2 separate regions of the Mus musculus genome follow, and region 2 is linked to region 1. Evidence: chromatin contacts called from public Hi-C data. All regions are on one chromosome and are shown on one strand. The core of a region is the stretch at or near the end of the contact, and the rest is flanking DNA. Distances in the headings are between cores, read along the strand shown. Region 1 holds the start of Tshr (thyroid stimulating hormone receptor). Region 2 overlaps Ston2 (stonin 2).

Region 1 (3,238 bases), core at 265-2,764:
CATCCTCCTTCTCAAGACTTCAGTCCTTTGGAGCCTCATAGAGCCTATGGTGGCCTACAAGTTGCTATGTAGCCAAGTACCTTGATCCTCCTGCCTCTGACTCCCACAGCTGGGATTGCAGAAGTATCCCACCACACCAAGTTTACACTTGGCTAGGTTTGGAGCCTTGAACATGGTAGGCAAGCACTCTACCAACTGAGCTTTATCCCCAGCCCTGGCTTTACTTCCACCGAAAATACCACATAATGTCATGTATAGGAATGATCACACATAAGTACATAATGCTGTGAATTTAGTTCCTTGTGCTTGCCAGTCGTGTTCTAGATTTGTACATGTCATGTAAACTAGAGCTCGATTCATTTTCTATGAAATATTGTTTGTGCATTCACAGTTTTCTTGAAGGACACGTGGGGTTGTTTACACTTTGGGGTGACAATAAAGTTTCTATAAACATGGGGATGTGTATATCTTAAAGGTACAGTTCAATAAATCTTAATATTTACCTGCCCTTAACCTCCATCCTGTATTTTTAGAGCCTTCTCTCTTCATGTTTCTTCTGATTTCCACCACCACACCTTTCCCTCCTGCTCTGGAGTTACCTGTAAAAGAAGCCGTGTGGCATGTGAGGAGTTAGTATTCCTTTTGCTCCTAGAGGAACGAGCAAGCAGTTATACTTCCAAGAAGAAAATTGACACAATCTAGTTTACATTTGTAGCTAATATTCTTGGTGGGTGTGAGAAGAGCAAGGTGGCACTTAAGTGTTCTCTTCATTCTGGATTTCTGGAGAGGGTGGATGAGAATGAAAAGTGTCTAGGATTCTAAGCAGATTCGTAAAACCAGACTGTTACCGTGCAGGCAAGGGAACCTGTGTGCGCAGTTCCCAGTTATCTACAGCAGATGGCCCCAGAGCCCAGCGCCTGACTTCACGGAGCTGCTGGGTTTGGTGAGAGCAGCATCTCCAGACGTTTAGTGGCGCCTCCAAGCTGGACCGTGGCTGTTCCAGCTAGACAGCATGGAGGATTGTCTCGCCCGGAGTGACTCGTCCCCCTTCAGCTGCACTCTAAGCTGTCACGGGTTGTGCTGACTGCTCCGGAGACTTTTAACCTGGAGAAGCCGAAGTTCCACGGGACACTAGAGAGTCCCACAACAGTCCCCTCCGTGGAGACATTAGACGGAGCCCATTTGGGTGGGTCCCCGGTCGGCACAGCTCTTAAAGGCTGCTCAGTCGGGAAATGTAGCTTCAGGAGTTCGGAGACCAGGAGAGACGAAAGCGTGTCTAGACTTAAGAAAGAACTAATAGGTGACAGGGAGGGAACGACACAGGGACCGAGGTTGGGTGTCTCGGAACAGAAGGCGCTGCGAGGCTGATGAAGTGCCGCAAGCAGGCTTGTTTGGATGGAGAGTTGCCTAGGCAAGCGGAGCACTTGAGAGCCTCTCCTTCCCCCTCTCCAGCGTGCTCTCCAGCGATGAGGTCACAGCCCCTCGGAGCCCTCCTCCTCCCTCCCTTCCCCTCCTGCACCCGGGTCTCTTCCAGCGTCAGACGCAGGGCACTGAGAATGTGGCGACAGCGCGCAACGATGAAGTAGCCCAGAGGGTCCCTTGGAAAATGAGGCCAGGGTCCCTGCTGCTGCTTGTTCTGCTGCTCGCCCTGTCCAGGAGCCTGCGGGGCAAAGAGTGTGCGTCTCCACCCTGTGAGTGTCACCAGGAGGACGACTTCAGAGTCACCTGCAAGGAGCTCCACCGAATCCCCAGCCTGCCGCCCAGCACCCAGACTCTGTGAGTAGCCAAGGCCAAGACCCCCCCCCCCCGAGAAATTCGTGGTGTGTGTTGGGGTGTGCGCGGATATCTGGTCAGTCCCTGTACAAATTCAATCCCCCATGCTCGGGAAGGTCAGCTATGCTGCTGACACGGGGGACAGAATCCCTAATAAAACTTTGGTTCAAGATACCTGGGAGTTGTGCTTAATAAAAAGTTACAAGTAGTCTGTCTACATTGTGCCAACTCCTAGTGCCCGCTGGATTCTAGTTTCACATCAAGTAATAGTTAGACACACACACAACCTTAAGAATTAACTTTTAAAACTTATCTTAGAAAATACAATTGCTTCTCTTCCCAAATTCCCCTGTAAGTATCCCTAGATGAGAAATTACCTTGGCCATTTGACTTATCAAATAATTGTTAAAAGCTTGATCAGAGACGGCATAGTGGCTCTCGACTTTAATCCCAGCAGTCAAGAGACTTTCTGTGAATTTCTGTGAGTTCCAGTCCAGCTTGGTCAGCATAGTGAGTTCCAAGGTAGCCAGGGCTATGTAGACAGACTCTGTCTATAAGAAGGAAACAAAACAAAACAAAACAAAACATAATCGGGAGCCTATTAGAAATGAATCCTTGGACTTGTCAGAACCAAGAAGGGTTTCAAAAAAGGGGGAGGGTTCCCCTCCCATTCCATCTGATCTCTCCTTTATTCTGAACTAGTCTCCTGAATGTGTGTGTCCCAAAGGGGTTTAACTAGATTGCTTACAGGAGCATACATGAGGGGGTTATAGGAGCCTGAGCAGTTACCAGTGGTGAAACCACATAAAGAAAATGTCTCTCCCTCCCAAGGAACCAAGGAAACATCAACATCTGTTAAATCTTCAGGTAGGGGTGGGGGCCTTCTGAGCCCTTACCCACTTTATGGCAGTATGCTAAAGGGTTTAAACGTACTCAGGTCATGGGCAGGCAATCACAGCTTCTATTGGCTCACAGCCATGTCATGTCAAGACAGTGTTCTGCCATCTCCACCCCATCCTCATTTAGAGTTTTTGAAGAGACCTCTGGTTTATAACGCAAATCCTTGAGTTAGCCTCACTTTGCAGCATCCATCAGGATGCTAAACATCCTGGGCTGGCTGTTTGATATGTTGCTAACATGCTGAGGGTGTTTCTTCCTTAGCATGATCTACCTGTGTACTATGGTAGTGAGAGTGAAGTCGATCTCCTCTCTCTACACTGCCGATACAATGCTTCTGTGGTCTTATGGATGGGAAGGAGAGACAGTTCCAATGCAGCACTGGATCTTTTCTTACTTGCCTCTCCAGGGAGGCACAGGGACCGTCATTATAGCAGGGGCTGTGATGGGGACTGGGGGAGCTGCTATCCCTACTGCCCATTTGGGACATTTGACCATCTTTGATATGCAGGAGAACTCTCACTGGAGAATGACACTAGGAAACCTAGACAAAGCAAGAGAACGTAAT
Region 2 (3,221 bases), core at 196-2,695, 240 kb after region 1:
AAAGTCCAAATAGTTCAGGTGAAGTACCAAGGCAGAAGAATTAGCCAAGGGGATGGGAAGAACAAGGCAAAACAGGTGCTGTGCCTGCTAGCAGCCCAGGCAGGGCTCCTGACACAGGGCTAAGCCAGAGATGACCTTCACCCTTTCAACCAACTCTTCAGCCCACTGGTCAGCTGAGACTCTCAAGGCCTTTAACCCAAGTGTGGAAAAACACAGACTTCTTCTCGACAACTCTACTGCCCTCCAACAGCACAAAACACATAGCGGAAAGGCTGCCTGGGGCTTAGACAGCCTCACTCCTATCAAGATTGTTTGAAAAAGAGCTTTCCTGCCATCTTGCCCAACCCAGCGTGACCGTCCCTGGGATAGCTGGCCGGGTTAACCTCTGGGCACTTGCTGCAGCAGGACATCTTACTTTACCCGTTCTTCTTTAGAACACTTCTTTCCTAGAAGATTCCTGTAACTGTCATCTGTAAAGTTCTCTTCTGTTCCTATTTCTTTTTGCCTTTGAAGTTATGCAAAACAAAGCTAACCCTTCTTCCTTTTTATAGCTCTGCGGAAACCCTGGTTGGTAATTGACCATTACCTCATTCCCCAACTTCCCTGCGCTCCCTTCCCGGCCATGCCCTCTGCTCTGCTGGAGAGCTGCACCTCCCCCCTCCTTCTATAACCAGGGGTCACCTGCCTGTGGATACGGTCAACTTATTAATGTCTCCCCTAAAATACAGTAGCTAGACTTGAATGTAAGCCTCCACTCAGGCGTGTGCTGGCCGATGCATCATGCACAGCTGTTAAAGACCTACCACCACAGATGGACGGCATTAGCTTTGTGACCAGCCGTGGATCTATTCCTGCTTCAAAACTGAACTCCTCAAAAAAACATTTCTATATGGACTGTTACAATATCAAATCTCCCTAGTTCTCATCAACACACACCACACTACACACACACACACACCACACACACATACACACACACACCTCTGTGCTCAAAGGGTGACATTTTAAACTCTCAAAATACAGGTCTTCCCATCTAGGCCCATGCAGCTTGTCCTTTTCATTTCAATCTAATGCTTAGAGAGTTAAACATATGGTTCAAAACACGGCAATGGTTTCTAATGCCTAAGTCAGTACATAGCTCACTGAATATGAGCTGAAAAAAAGCTCGAGTCGCTTTGTCCCAAACTACAGATCTTTTCTATTTATTTCCACATATTCCCCAAGTCTGATAAAATATGCATTCTGTCCTCTCACTGTCTTCTTCTTGAGAGAATTTACCAGAGTACAAATAAGCAGGGGGCGGGGAGGGAGGGAAAAGGAGGCTGGCCTGAGTCCTGGAATCAGGATTTCACATTCTTGGCACTGGAGACTGGCTTTCCCCAGCTCTACTCTGGAGCCTTCTGCCTTTTTGTTTTGGTTTTGGTTTTTCTAGACAGGATTTCTCTCTGCACCCAGGGCTGTCCTGGAACTCACTCTATAGGTCAGGCTGACTTTGAACTCAGGCAGACTTGCCTCTGCCTTCCAAATGCTGGGATTAAAGGTGTGTGCCGCCGCCACCTGGTGCCTTTTGAACTTTGACACTATTTTAACTACCAACCTTGGAATTTGGGGTAAAGATCATTCAAACACAGCTTTTACAACGATCTTTTAAGCTTAAATGTCTCTAGATTTTGAGGGAAGAGATGTGTAACAGTCATTGTATCTGAGGTATAAAAGGAAATTCCAAGTGTCTCTTCTACACACATGAAATTACAGCCATGACTCTATTTCGGGAATTTAAAGTGACCAGTGAGAATCTGGCATATTTTATGATTGAAGCTGTCCTCTGAACTGAATATAAGCTGACATTTAATGCTCCTTTTCCTTCAAGGGAAGAAAAATAAGATCGTTTTTTTTTTCCCCCCCAACAGACTGTGAATCCAGTCTAGTCCATCTGTAGACTTAAGCTGCAACACCCGAATTTGAAATGATCAGATAGGGAGGGCTTTGCCACAGAGCGCCCTGATTTAGGATAGCAAATGGGAGAGGAGGGATCTGGAAGAGCGTTTTGATCTTGAACAAATCCAGAACCAGAAGGGAGACATTTGGAAACCCTCTGCTGCAGAATGCCACCATTTAAAAAAGAAATAGAGGTATCTCGAAAAGCAGGCCCAGAGAAATGGCTTTGGGAGTCTTTGAATCTTTTATAGAGGGAGCATCAGAGATGGATTCTTAATCAACTGTCAAGGCTACTTTTTTCCAGAAACATACAAGGGACCCGTGAGTACTGGGGACAAACTGCTGACACTGATGTTGGAGCTTCTTTTCAGGTCTCTGATCGTCACTGCCAACCACATACCAGCGCCACGATGTAAGCAGAAAAGAGACAAGGGGGCTCAATCCATAGTAAACTCCAGAAGCCGGGGGCGTCACATGCTTCAGGCATGCTCAGTGCCGGGGAGCCTATTGGAAGCAGCCCCCTGAGGATTCCCTGGGGCCCACAGGTAAGGGCACACAGGAAACCCAGGGAGACTGCCCCCCACAGAGCAGCCACAGCAGGTGTTGACTTAAACTTGAGTTATTCGGGAAGACACTCTTGAGTTCCTTGAGGGGTGGTCCCTGTCACTGTACCCCACATTCCTTTGGGTTTTCCAAGTCCTCTCCCTCAAAGTCTGGCTTCAAACTCTTTTTCTGTTCAATTTCCACCTGCAAAAATAAAAGATGGAGAAAACATCAGGACTAAGAGGAAAGGGAAAGGAGGAGCATGAGACAAATGACCCAAATGAACCCCCGGAGGTCCTGTGGAATTGCCTGGAGTCTCGTGGGTGTTCTGGCAGCTGACACAGTGGAACCCCAGTCCCAAGGACTCTAGGATTCCCCATGGTCCATGTGGAAAATTCTTATTCATTCTTCGTCTCCCAGAGTTGCTCAAATACTACCTGTGTGCCAATTCAGGAGGGAGAACAAGTTTTCTCTGCATATATCTGTCGTCCCTGCCTCCACTATTCCATAGGTTCGAGGGATAAGAACAGATCTCGTTGATTTTATTCAATGGTGTGGGATTCCAGTAGGCAATGGTGAATAGAGTGACTAAATGTCTCTGTCATTGACCACTTAAGGCCCTTCATTATTTCATTTTTAAAAAGTCTTTACACTAATAAGAATTGGAACATTTATTGTTCTGTTCGACCTCCTGCAAAATCCTGTCAAGAAGTTGCTCTCTGGGCTGGAGAGATGGCTCT

The links. A called contact is a pair of places that touch in the nucleus more often than the background predicts.
Region 2: a Hi-C map of uterus shows a contact between it and region 1, with 4 times the contacts expected there. The contact joins the enhancer-like site here to the promoter of Tshr in region 1. A contact is called at or near these places in 17 of 39 promoter capture datasets (the 3T3-L1 cell line, 3T3-L1-derived adipocytes, the C10 cell line and 12 more), 45 of 484 Hi-C or Micro-C datasets (the AML12 cell line, the Ba/F3 cell line, the G1E-ER4 cell line and 26 more), 8 of 115 datasets of contacts at active chromatin or transcription factors (astrocytes, bone marrow-derived dendritic cells, embryonic basal ganglia and 3 more) and 2 of 9 other capture datasets (embryonic stem cells and pancreatic islet).

What each region holds. Positions count from the first base shown.
Region 1 is chr12:91,399,479-91,402,716 of GRCm38.p6, forward strand. Tshr (thyroid stimulating hormone receptor) reads left to right here and starts at 1,515. Exons shown (of 10, transcript NM_011648.5): 1 at 1,515-1,776. The coding sequence starts at 1,607.
Region 2 is chr12:91,637,121-91,640,341 of GRCm38.p6, forward strand. It overlaps Ston2 (stonin 2), which reads right to left. Exons shown (of 7, transcript NM_175367.6): 7 at 1-2,685. The coding sequence ends at 2,602. Among named protein-coding and RNA genes, the nearest start is that of Gm16876, 43 kb to the right of the region's middle. Within about 2 kb of position 1,446, at least 32 of the 459 cell types and tissues checked have an H3K27ac peak or open chromatin away from gene starts, as enhancers often do. A contact at or near this core is called in brown adipocytes, liver, muscle stem cells and 2 more, where this site is marked.